Linked DNA regions of Mus musculus: region 1 is linked to region 2. Evidence: chromatin contacts called from public HiChIP or PLAC-seq data. All regions are on one chromosome and are shown on one strand. Each heading gives the region's core, a stretch centred on a gene start, on an enhancer-like site or on the middle of the called end of the contact. The rest is flanking DNA. Distances are from core to core; before and after follow the strand shown. Region 1 holds the start of Afg1l (AFG1 like ATPase). Region 2 overlaps Afg1l (AFG1 like ATPase).

Region 1 (6,021 bases), core at 2,007-4,506, 140 kb after region 2:
TCTGAGTTGTTTTATTTTAAAAAACAAAACGCACAAAAAAAAAAAAAAAAAAAAAAAAAAAAAAAAAAACCAGGGGACCAGAGAAATAGCTCGGTGGTTAAGAGCACTCCCTGATCTTCCAAAGGTCCTGAGTCCACTTCCTAGCACCCATATGGTAGCTCACAACTGTCTGATGCTGTCTTCTGGTATACAGATACACATACACCCACATAAATAAAATACCCATATGAATATAATATAAACAAAAGTACCCATATAAATAAAATAAATAAATACATAAATAAGCTAAGAAAACAATAACAACAATTTAAGCCAAAAACAATGGAACTGCCTCTTTGGGTTTCTTTTCCATCTTGACTTAGTTTCCCTTACGTAGCCCAAACTAGGAACTCCACAATGATATTAACTAATCTTCCATATCTGTTGCAGGACTGTCAATTCTATCAAGAAGCCATGTCTGAATTCCCTCCCCACCACAGCATAACCAAACTGCCTTCTCAAAGATTTGAACTTCCTTCCAGCCTCAGCATCGTCCCCCAACCCCCAATGCCTGGTGTATCCAGGAGCACGCATGCCGAAACAGACTCAACCACATTTATTCCAAGAACCCTCCACTACCTTATCTCACTAAGCCTACACAGCCCCCTCGGCATCCAGGGCTCTCTGAACCCAAATGGCAGACCCCATCCCAAGTTCATCTCTGGCCCCTCTCCCTCAGAACCACAAAAACCAGTAAGAGTCATAGGCTGTTCTCTCCAAACATGGCTGGAAAAACAAACGAAACTCGGATTGTAAGAAAGAAGGAGCCGATTAGAAGTCAGCCTAGAGTATAGAAAAGGCTCAGCTGGGGCTGGTGGCTCCCACCTGTAATGGCAGCTGAGAGGCCAACACAAGGGGGTTGCAAGGTTGAAGCTAGTGAACTCCTGGCAAGTGAGCCCCAGGCCAGCTCCAGCCAAGACCCTCTTTCAAACCAAACCAACCAACCAACCAAACAAACAAACAAAAAAAGTGTGTATCTACATGCTACATGTGTCTGCATGTGAGTGTGTACATTGTTTTAAGAAAAAAGAAAAGGGCTCATCACATATTAGCTATCAAACTTGAGTACTGTAATCCTGCCTCCCTCCGAGGGCTGGGCCCAACTCATTCATATAACTCCTTACATTTAGTTTAAGACTTCATATGAATTAACAATGTTGTCACGTTTCTACCTACACACCACTGGCTAATATGATTTCTTGGTTGTTGTTAGACCTGAACTCACTATGTAGCACAAGCCAGTCTCAAATCTGCTGTGATAGTCTAGCCTCAGGATCAGCACCTGAGCCCTGGAACAGAGGGCCCCTTTGCTGTCTGAGAAAAGGCTTTCCCTTAACTATTAAGAGGGTTAAAACTGGCCTGGTGGTGGCACACGCCTTTAATCTCAGCACTCGGGAGGCAGAGGCAGGAGGATTTCTGAGTTCGAGGCCAGCCTGGTCTACAAAGTGAGTTCCAGGACAGCCAGGGCTATACAGAGAAACCCTGTCTCAAAAAACTAAAAAAAAAGAAAAGAAAAAAAAGAACTGAACCTATAGCTCTGTGGCAGAAGGGTGGCCTAGTGCACAGGAGACCTTGGGTTCAAAGCACAGTACTGCTGAAAATCAAGCCAAATCCTGCCCTTCCTGTCCTCATGGTCTCTCCCAAGGCTTCCTTCCTGCCTTTGTTTAAGCCAGCTTTGTAAATGAAACTTCAAACAAGAGGGGAAAAAGAAATAACCCTCCTGGGGTTATTTCTTGATGGCGGGTGTGGGGGGGGGGAGTAAAGAAAGGGGCAGAAACTGTAATCCAGACTCAATTAATGAGATTTATACTTCAGCATTTCTCTTGTTTATAAAATAGAAAGGAATATTTTTTACTTTACTTATTTTGTGTGTGTGTGTGTGTGTGTGTGTGTGCGCGTGCGCGCGCGCAAGAGAGGACAAGTGGTGGGTGTTGGTACTTCCCCTCTGCCATATGGGTCCTAGGGATTGAACTCAGGCTTGATAGCAAGGCCCTTTGCTAAGTGGGCCATGTAAAGCTCACAGTCTGGTATTTATTTCAATGACTGAGGGGGGAAAAAAACCTATCTTGAGACGATGAGAATCGGCATTTGCATATATATACTCTGTTAAATTATATCCGATTTTGAAGGTATATAAAGAAGCTCTTGGAGATGAGGAAAGGTGACTGAGGAAGACCATGAGAATAACGTCGTTCATTTGAAAATATCTGCTCATCAGACACCAATCACCATCCTACGTGCCAAGGAAATAAGGACACAGGGTTTGCTGTCTTTTGAGAAACCAGTCCAGTGAAGAGAGGTAAAATTAGCACTTCTGGGAAAGAGCAGCAGGAGGTTCTCAAGTTCGTGGCCAGCCTGTACCACACAGTGAGACCACGTGATTGTAATTTGGCTAACCACTCATTCACAGACACATGACAGTAGAACGAAAGAATCGAAGGTCAGGGGCAAAACAGATAAATGACAGACAAACAGACAAAGTGATGCCCTAGGAATTTAAGACTGCATCGAGAAAATGGGCGGGGAGGGGGCATAGGGTCCCTGACTGACATGACCATTAAGTCCATCACCAGCCTTAAGAGCCCAGATGGGTTGGGGTGAAAGGCTCCCCACACACCAACCCCATCTTGCTTACCCCCATCCCTCCAAGCCGGGCTCTTGCACACCTGCCCTCTCCAGGCCTGGGTTACCTGGGGAAGAACTGGGTTGGCCTCTGACCCTCAAATGGAAGTTACTCTGGGCAGCTGCCTGAGGCGCTCAGCGCTCTTTGGGGCAACGAGATGCAAAAGGTCAATAGACACGAACTCGTCTCTAGGATCCTTACAACTTGTGAAGCCACGGGTGCAGCTGGGAGGGATCAGACAGTGGGGTGACCCCAGGGCCTTGCGCGGCCCGCTCGTGACACGGTCACTGACCTTTCCACAGGGGTTTCCCAGGGCCAGGGGCCGGAGGAGGGATTGCGACGACCCGCGCCCCGCACCCAACACCTCTCCCAGTCAGCCGGCTGCGCGCGGCGGAGCGCAGAGTAACCAAGGGCGACCAGGAGGCCGCCATCTTGAGCTCCGTACAGGGAGGAAAACTTTATTGTAACCCAGAAGACGCGACGGAGCAGCCGGGTGCTGTGGCGCTCCAGGAGGCCACGCCTGAAAATGAGAGAGCGTTAAAGAGAGATGACCTCAAGCTTAGAAAGGCTGCAACGCCTGCCCTTCACGCCTTCCGGTGGGCCTTGGGACTACAAGTCCCGAGAGGCCTCGCGCCTTGAGGGGGCGTGTCCTGACAGTCGCGGGTGCGCCCCACCCCGCTGAGAGGCGGCTAGAACCAACTCTCCACCCCGCCCCCACTGAAACCCTAGTTCTCCAGGCCTGAGAAACCAATTGTAGCTTGTAGTAATAATCGTGAACCTTCTAAGACCGCATAATATGAAGGTGACCAAGAGGTATATATTATACCTCGTCCAATCTGCTATAATATAGCCTCAATTTACTTTTCTTTCGGTGTCCAACGTGTCTCTGAAGGGTACCTGAAATGTGTTTCTGCCACTTTCTGTTTGAGCTGTTGAGTAATAGAAATTATCTTCTATATAGCACATGTTTTCATGCTTTGAAGAAGCTTATAAGTGGGACAGGAAAGCCAAAGGGCCCAGACTGACAGCTGGTGGATGTGGCAGTCATGGGATGGTGTGACCACTTGAATTTGCGACTGCCCTCATTTGAGGCTGGCGACCCTTTGGCTAGATGAACGCTGCAGCTAAAGACAATAGTGGGATCAAGGAGAGAGCACTGTTGTGGAGGAGTACGGAGATTATATTTTTGTCTAGGTGTGTGTGTCCTATATTGAAAGCGATTCTTCTGGAGGCCAGAAGTGGGCATTGATCCCCCCAGAGCTGGCTGAGATTAAAGGCAGCTGTGGGCCACTCAACGTGGGTGCTACGAACCAAACCCTTGTCGGCTGCATAAGTTACACATTATTTAAACAGTTGAGCCACTTCTCTAGTCCATACAAGATTAACTTTTAACAAAAGACAAAGACCTTCCCAGGGGTTGTCGGGTGGTGTTCAGCTGATAGAGTGTTTGCCTAGTTAGCAGGAAGCCCAAGATTCACCAGTCTGGGAAGAAAAAGCACAAACAGCAATCCTAGCATTTGGGAAATGTAGACAGCAGGGTTAGAAGTCCAACTACATAGTTACATCCTTAAAAATAAATAAAACAACAACAACAACAACAAAAAAGTAAACCCTTCAACCGTGGATCATATCTAAAAGACCTGAACATTTAGCTGGGAATTATGGAAAACAAGAAAGTCTAGCATTCCTAGGAAGGAGGAAACAAAGTTTCAATTGTGTGACCAAAAAAGAGAACACTAAGAAGAATTCCAGGAAACCAAATTGTGGTCACCAGAAGAGGAATTCTGAAGAAACAGGAAATGGAAGGTGTAGTATGGCAGAGTAACTTCAAGCCTTTTCTCTGCTAATATGTCAAAGTATGTACCCACCCCGATGGGACTGAAGATAGTCTAAAGAGACACTTGTGTCTTCTTTCCCTTTGGCTATTGCACTACTGAAACAATGGCCCTAAGAAATCAAACTGCTCCCAAGAATCCCACGCTGGGACAAGGAAAAGGTTGAAGCCTGGTGCCAACCAGAAAAGGGAGAAGCTGGGCTCCCGGAAGTGACGTCACACGGTTCAGACAGTGCAGAACCAGCTTGTAGGACACACTGGAGCTGGGCAATGGTGGGCCAGTGATGCACAGGTCACACCTGACCTGGACGGCTGAGTTGTTGTACCTCTTTCCTACGACTTAAACCCAAGCTTCCAGTCAGGATCTCAAAGATGGATTTGGATCTCTCTCTCTCTCTCTCTCTCTCTCTCTCTCTCTCTCTCTCTCCCCCCTCCCTCCCTCCCTCCCTTCTTCCCTCTCCAAGCTCTGACCAGAACAACCGTATCTGCTGATGTACACATCCAGTCTTGGAACTCTAGCTCCATAGACCAGGCTGGCCTTGAACTCAAAGAGATCTGCCTACCTCTGCCTCCTGAGTGCTAGGATAGAAAAAGTGTGCCGCCCCGCTCGCTGCCTGGCTGAAGCAACCTGTTTTTAAATTTTTTTTAGGTTTATGAGTGTTTTGCCAGCATACATAGCTATGTATCACATGTGTGCCTAGTACCTAAGGAGACTGGAAGAAGGCACCAAATCTCCTGGAACTGAAGATGGATGGTTGCGAGCCTCTGCATGTGTATTGGGAGTTGAACCCAGGTCCTCTTGACAGAGCAGTCCATGTGCTCTTAACTGTTCCGCTGTCTCTCCTGCTCACAAGCTGGTTTTTTTAAAAAGGTCTTCCACTACCCAGAACTGAAATAAATAAATAAGTCTCACACAGCACTCCCAATTTTATATTCTCGTCTTATATAAAATTATAATTTCACACAACACTGCCAATTTTATGTTCTCCACAACACTCAACACCATATGGTACCTACTGTATAGTCTACACACTACAGAGCCTGAACTGAAGGTGCTGTGCACAGTAGGTAAACAGTGACACTTCAGCCTCAGACCACAACACTGTGCGTTGCTAGGTGATTAGTTTATTATCTGCTCTTCCAAGAACTGAGGCTCCCTGTGCTTGGTATGCTCACAGCTGTGTCCCCAGACCTGGAATCACGTCTAGCTTATAAGGATTTTTTTTTTAAACTGAAAGAGTAATTTCAGTAAAAATACAAAGTGTACTGTTTAAAGGACCTGAGGGGTTGTTACGGAAAACTGGAAAGTGTTGCAGAGTCACCCATGATTCTTAATGCCACTGCTGGGAAGGGGACATGGAGGGAGCCCAGCATCCACACTGGAGAATGTGGGGTGTGTGGTCCCTTTCTACCACCCACCCCCCCCCCCCGACCCCAGACCAACATCACAGAGGTGCTGGTGTCTTCTGGGCTTTGGTTTCTGCCATCCTGTTCAGGAAAGCTATGCTCTCTCCAACCCCTCTGA
Region 2 (6,805 bases), core at 42-2,541:
ACTTAAGCACAAGTCCAAGTGGACTTTCCCCCTGCAGGTACAGGTAATAGGGGGTTAAGACTGCCGCTGGGAGAGAAGAAGGAGTCGTGCCAGCCACAGTGGGGATCAGAGGTTGCCTCTCCATCAGAGTCTTAATTAATCCTAATTGTATTCCTTCTAAAGAGCTAAATGACTGCGGGTTGGACTCATCTGTGGTTTAAAGGTGACGAATGCTTGCCTGCTAGGAGTAGCTCAGCGGCTTTTGAGAAGCACACTCGGTTAACACTCAGCAGATAGAAATGAGAGCAAGCTTCTCTGTGCCTCAAAACAGCTCTGCTTGGACTAGCTAAAGCCAGGAATCAGGGCCTGGGAGGATGCTCGATTGAGGAACTCTGTGGAAAGTTACTCGAGCGCCTCAGGATTTACACAGGATAATCACATCGAGTATTCTACTGAGCACTGAGACCCCCACACTTTGAAAAGACTTCATATTTACAGAGGATTTGTGGTCAAAGATGTTCTGATATGGGTGTGTGTGTGTGTGTGCAAATATTCCATCTGTGAGATAAACTACTTCTATTATAATACCAGTGTCATAGTTTTTTTTTAAATTGATGTTCTTTCACCTGGCCAGCAGCTCAGACAGCATGGCAGCTGAACAATGAATCTGAAATATGCAGCTCTTTACCCGCGTCTCCTGAGATCACAGTAAAATTGCTTATCTTGCTTCTCATCCCCACTAATCTCACCTCATTTTTTTTCTCCTTGTAAAAAAATTTTTTTCCATTTACCATTTATTCCATGCATCCATGCTCAGGCTGGAAGGCAACCTGTGGGAGTTGCTCTCTCTTCTTCCACCATGTGGGACCATGGAGAACAGAGCTCAGATGGCCAGACTTGGCTGCAAGTGTCCTTACCCACTGTGCCATCTTGCCATCCCTTACACCTCAGTTTTCCTTACTCCCCTCACATGTGACTTTCACAATAGAGCCATATATGACACTGATTTTGCTTCTGCTTCCAGCAACAGTTGACAGTTGTCTCTGCATTTCTGATTTTTTTTTTCCTGAAAGCCCTTCAAAGAGCAGATTTTGTGCCAGAACCTACAAACATTGCTCGGTAAATGGATGAAAAATGTCCCTTAGGGAGATTTCTTCCTCCGTTCTGACTCTGTGAATGGCGTTTTAAAATCTGAAGCTGGCTGAGGGGAAAACATGAAGTATTTTAACATGTGAAAAGGCCAGTGAGTCTGGCCAGGCCTGGATACTTACTCTCTCACACAGCTCTTCAAATGTGCAGTCGGCAACGCTTCCACAGGCTTTATTCAGCCGCAGCTCTCTGCCTTGCACTTTCAGAATCCTTGGGCTAGTTACTATGGGAACATGAACAAAGACTCAATCTTGTCTGGATAATTACTATAAAATTCATCTCTTACAGATAGGAAATGCATAGCTTGATGAATAATAGCACATGATTCAACACATAAATTAGAGAAAATGCTGATACAATGACGGCCACTTGAGTGTGGCATCAACCCGTATACAGCAATGGAACTTATTAATTGGTCAGTGGAGATTGGGCATTGTGTTCTAAATGTATTCTCTTTCAAGAGAAATTAACTTACGTACAATCATTTTGTTTCTGAGCCAGCTCATCAAACAACTTATCCACGACGGCCTCCACATCAGCCTCACTTGTGCTACAGTGAAAAGAATAATAGAATATGAAATTAATAACACTTGAAGCCAACATCAAACAGCTGCCTGAGCCTGCTTAGCTTTTTGCCCATAAAAAAAGGAGAACAGGATGTTATGCTCTAAATACAAACATTAGATTTAGAATACACTTAAAAGCAGTGAATATTAACTCTCAGGTAGATGATCCTGCCTTATTTGCATACATTGAAAGACTTCTGAGCTTCTAGATGTTTCCAGTAATGAGACAATACAGGCGGAGTAAATCCATTAATACTATGTGTACACAATGAGAAGAAAGCTTCTGGCTCTCTCTTGCATGCAAAACAAGAGCAAATAGGCAAGGCAGTCAAGCATCCAGCAAGTATCCTTTGAAATCGCCATTGAGAGGGTACACGTGGAATTAAAGATTGAGGGTGTTTTGAGAATGAGAAAAACCAAGTCAAGCCACCGGCTGAGAGGATCGAGCTCTCAGGATGAGATCACTAGCTTCCAAACACCAACTTAATCAGCACCTCAGAAACTTTATCAGACTTCTATGCGTCTGAACACATTCAGGACAGACTTCTGTCAGGATAAGGACAAGAATAGACTCCAGTTTCTCTCAAAAATGTCCTTGTTGGAATCCCACCCCCGCCCCCTCCTTCTGTGAGGCCCTCATTGCCCAGGCTATGGAGTGAGTCTTACCACCCAGTCTTTTGTATTCTAATTAGAAATCACCATATGGTTTAAGGAGCTCACATATAGAGATGTGATAGTGCTGTGGCCTCTTTTCTTCTCACTTTTTTTTTTTCAAAGAAGGGTTGATAAATTAACAGTCAATAGGAGAAATAACTGGTAGAAGAAAGGCCATTCCAAAAAACCCTTCAAGTGCGAATCTAAGTTTCCTCTCATCCCGCACACAAACTTGCACAAGATGACCTGACAATATGCTTAATTTTGAAACAAATCAATCTTAGCTAATTGTGGAAGTGACTGACATCCTTTCAATTTTATTGAAAACTAGTCATTAAGATAAAGTTTAGACTAAACAGAATCTTTCTTAGCAGGCTGCTGACATTTAACACACAACCACGGAGCTCCTCAGCTGCAGCAAATGCAGCAGCAACTTAGAGCACAGCTGCAGTCAGCACAAAGAGGCCGCCCACCTCTGCAGGTTTCCAAGATATCATCTGCATGGTTGACGCCATAGGGAGTGCTACCTGAGTTTCATAAAGCCCTATAAGACCTTCAGATTAAGCCACATTAAAGGAACTAAATGAACTATGGAAAGAATGATTTAAAGACAATCACCAAAAAAAATTTTTTTTAAGTAATTTTTAAAATTACGCTTGCATTCCATGTGAAAGCCAGAGAAAAACTTGTGCGAGTTAATTTTCTCTTTCTACCATGTGATTCCCCACCTTCATCTCCAGTCCTAAGGCTTGGCAGCACTTTAATCAGCCCTGAAAGCAAATTTAAATATATCAAGAAACCCCGCAAAGTCAATATCGATGTCACACAGACCACATTGGATTCAATAGAACAACTCCTACCATGCAGTAGAGTTACACACAATGTTTTTGAGAAGGGATGTGCACGTGCATGCTCCTGTGAGCACACACACGCAAGCACACACAAGCACACGTATGTATATACAGGTGTGCAGTGCATGTGTGTGTGAAGCCAGAGGCTGACATTAGGTATCTTTCTCAGCTGCTCCTCAGTTGGCTAGAATGACTGACCGTGGACTGCAGGGCTGTCTGTCTCTGAGTCTGTGCCCCACCCCCGCCCCACCTCCAGCAGCACTGAGACTGCAGAAGTGGGACTCTGCACCCGACTTTTATATGGCTGCTGGCGATCCAAACTCAGGGCCTTATGCTTCCATGGCAAGCACTTTACCAGTTGAGCCATCTTCCCAAACCTAATTTAGAAATAAATAAATAAATAGGTGGCACTACATAGCCCAGGCTGACCTTGAACTTGTGTTCCCCCTGCCTTAGCCTCTACAGTCCCTGGTTAATGATCTACTTAAAAATTACTTTACTTATCATTAGTGGTGATGTTGCGGGGGCGTGCCTTGCCTTGCCATGTCAGTTTCCCATGGGTTCCGGGGACTGAACTCAGGCTACTAGGCTTTTCTGACAAGCCCTTTTACCCACTGAGCCATCTCACTGGTCCTAACAATGTACTTGTCGAGGCATATAAACTAGAGCAAGGAGAATAGGGGCAGAGCCCATCAGGACAGTACCTGCCTAACGCACACACACATGCATGACACATACGGCGACAACCGCTCCTTTACGACATTGTTAGATTTCGTGTTGCATTTTATTTATTTATTTATTTTATTTATTGATTTATTTATTTTTGAGGATCCTGCCTATCACGTAGTCTAGGCTGGCCTATAACTTGCAATCCTCCTGTCTCCGTCTCCTGAGCACTAAAATATAGAACTGTACCACCACACCCAGCACAAAATTATTTTTATTTTAACATTGTCTTATAAGAATTTTATTACCCTACTGTAAACAGATACACTGATGTCCCAAAATAGAAAAAAGGTGTTAGTGTTAAGTGGTACAAAGCCAAAAACATCTTATAAAAGTGGTCTATGCGGCACCTGACTGCTGCCCATGGAAGCTAGCAGGCACTTGGGCATAGGAGTAAGCTTTACTGCGGAGGCCAGGCGCCTTATCTTCACATTGCCTTAAAGCACGTAGCATGGGTAGCTATGACACATTTCCGTGTGTTTACACTTAACCAAATTGATACAAAATAAAGGCAAGCAGGAAGGGAATTCTTATCATAAATAGATACTCTCAAATTCCTTAACAAATAACCTTTTATCTCCTTATCCTCCCTCCCTCATTCTACTCAGACCCCAGCATTTTTATATATTTATATATTATCATGTATGGATGTAGGGTGTGTATGTGCAGGCACGTGTGGGCCACGGAGCACAGCAGAGGCCAGAGAACAACTCCGCGGGTCATCTTCCCTTTGACCTTGACATGGATGGAGGGGGTGGCGGTGTCAAAGGTAGTTCCTCCAGGCTTATGCAGCAAACGCTTTACCCACTGAACCATCCTGCCAGTCCGCATTCTCTTTATTAAAGACAAGCATTAAAAAAATAAAGAGAAAAAAAAAAAAGAACTACCTATTTACATTAGCCTAAAAGGAGCAGTTACCTATGGTATATTTCCAAATCAAATTTAAGCAGCTCTGAGTATATCTTGCACTTGCCACAAAAACCTCGGGAGATTCTAGCCTTTTCAGTGTGCTTCCAGCAGAGCAGCAGAAGCCACCCCTCGTTGGACTGCTCTGCGTGGCGAGCTACACTTGACTCCTGTTTCACCATGGGGATCCTAGCACTATCACTCTGTCACCGGAGAGAAGGCAGATACTCAGAACTATGTCACTTATCCAATCAGAATATGCAGAGACATAAACTTTCTGTATGATAGAAAATACAAATATGGCATGACCAAAGTGGGAGCGCTGTGGTAATACTTGTATCATAGCACATACAAATTTATCACCATATAAAAACTTCCACAGAACAACTGCCAAAGGATTCTTAAGAAGCTGCATACAACGATGGCTTAATGGGTAAAGAGCCCATCGCTCCCTCTCACCGAGTAATAAATGCAAAAAAGAAAAAGTCATGCAGGGTGTGGTGTTGCCTGCCTATAATCCCTGCCCTTGGGGGCTGAGGCTAGAGGATGGGGAGGGGCCAGAGGATGGGACAGGGGGGAACGGGAAATGGCCGTTGTAGGCTCCCTGATGGGGTATGCTGCCAGCTGGAGGGCATTTGAGGAGTGCAGGGACTTCATGGATAGATTAGTGCATTGGGGCAGGGTGGAAGAGACATGTTTAGATGTGGGCTTGGTTGGAGAAAGTAGATCATGAGGTAAGTAAGGCAGGCTCCTGCCGGTCCAGGTTCCCCCCAACCGTGGCCTTCTGATTTACCGTATGCCTAGAAGCAACAGACTCAAGAAGTGTAAGCAGAAGCCTCTGAGACCATGGGATGGAATAGGTCATTCCTCCTTCCCATGTTTCTGTCAGGTATGTGTCAATACCTAGAATTCTTCAGCTCTTTCTTTTGTAGTGATTATGGTGTGTACATTATAAATTGCTTCAATGTAAGTTGCTTCAATTATTTTTAGGTATGAATAGAACATAAAATCATATATAATTGAATTAATAAAACAGTTAAGCCAGAAATCCTTTCTTTTTTCCCAGAATTTTTAAAAATAAAATATCATGATTATATAAAAATATGTAAAATTACATATCAAAACATCTAAGATTCTCCTTACTATTTTTTTAATTTTTAAGATTTGTTTTTATTTTATGAGTATGAATGTTTTGCCTGCATGTATGTCTGTGCACACATAGTGCCTTCAAAGGCCAGAAGAGGGCATCAGATATCCTGGAACTAGAGTTACAGATGGTTGTGAGCTGCCATGTAGGCACTGGGAATCGAATCCAGGTCCTTTGGAATAGCAGCCAATGCTATCAACCACTGAGCCATCTCCCCAGCCCTCACCCTTGGCTGCTTTTAAGCAGAAAATTTCAAGTATACAACACTATTATAAAAACTTCAGCCCAGAGAAAATACATTTAAATTCAAACAAAACAAGCAAACCAAAGAAAGGAAGAAAGAAAGAAAGAAAGAAAGAAAGAAAGAAAGAAAGAGAGAGAGAGAGAGAGAGAGAGAGAGAGAGAGGGAGGGAGGGAGGGAGGGAGGGAGGGAGGGAAGGAAGGAAGGAAGGAAGGAAGGAAGGAAGGAAGGAAGAGAAAGAGAGAGAGAGGGGGAGGGAGGGAGGGAGGGAGGGAGAGAGAGAGAGAGAGAGAGAGAGAGAGAGAGAGAAAGAGAGAAAGAAAGAAAGAAAGAAAGAAAGAAAGAAAGAAAGAAAGAAAGAAAGAGAGAGAGAGAGAGAGAGAGAGAGAGAAAGGCAGGCAGAAAGGAAGGAAGGAAGGAAGAACATGACCTTTTCCATGGAAAGTTAGAAAGTTAGAAGAGCAGCAATGACTTCCCCACATTCCACTTAAGGGATAAGAACATTACCTTAAACTAAAAGTCTTTATTCAGAAATGTAACCAGACCCATGTAGCTCTAATAAGGACTAGGATTTGCTAGGTTTTTG

What was found. HiChIP or PLAC-seq counts read pairs in DNA pulled down with a chosen protein or histone mark.
Region 1: a contact with region 2 is called in an H3K4me3 HiChIP or PLAC-seq map of forebrain, with 4 times the contacts expected there. The contact joins the promoter of Afg1l here to the enhancer-like site in region 2. A contact is called at or near these places in 4 of 39 promoter capture datasets (3T3-L1-derived adipocytes, embryonic stem cells, hippocampal neurons and 1 more), 1 of 484 Hi-C or Micro-C datasets (LSK cells), 5 of 115 datasets of contacts at active chromatin or transcription factors (bone marrow-derived macrophages, embryonic stem cells, forebrain and 2 more) and 1 of 9 other capture datasets (liver).

Annotation. Positions count from the first base shown.
Region 1 is chr10:42,475,309-42,481,329 of GRCm38.p6, forward strand. It overlaps Afg1l (AFG1 like ATPase), which reads right to left and starts at 3,257. Exons shown (of 13, transcript NM_145743.2): 1 at 2,955-3,257. The coding sequence starts at 3,093.
Region 2 is chr10:42,338,575-42,345,379 of GRCm38.p6, forward strand. Afg1l (AFG1 like ATPase) reads right to left here. Exons shown (of 13, transcript NM_145743.2): 9 at 1,608-1,678; 10 at 1,251-1,351. Among named protein-coding and RNA genes, the nearest start is that of Foxo3, 65 kb to the left of the region's middle. Within about 2 kb of position 1,292, at least 26 of the 459 cell types and tissues checked have an H3K27ac peak or open chromatin away from gene starts, as enhancers often do. A contact at or near this core is called in forebrain, neural stem cells and stem cell-derived neural progenitor cells, where this site is marked.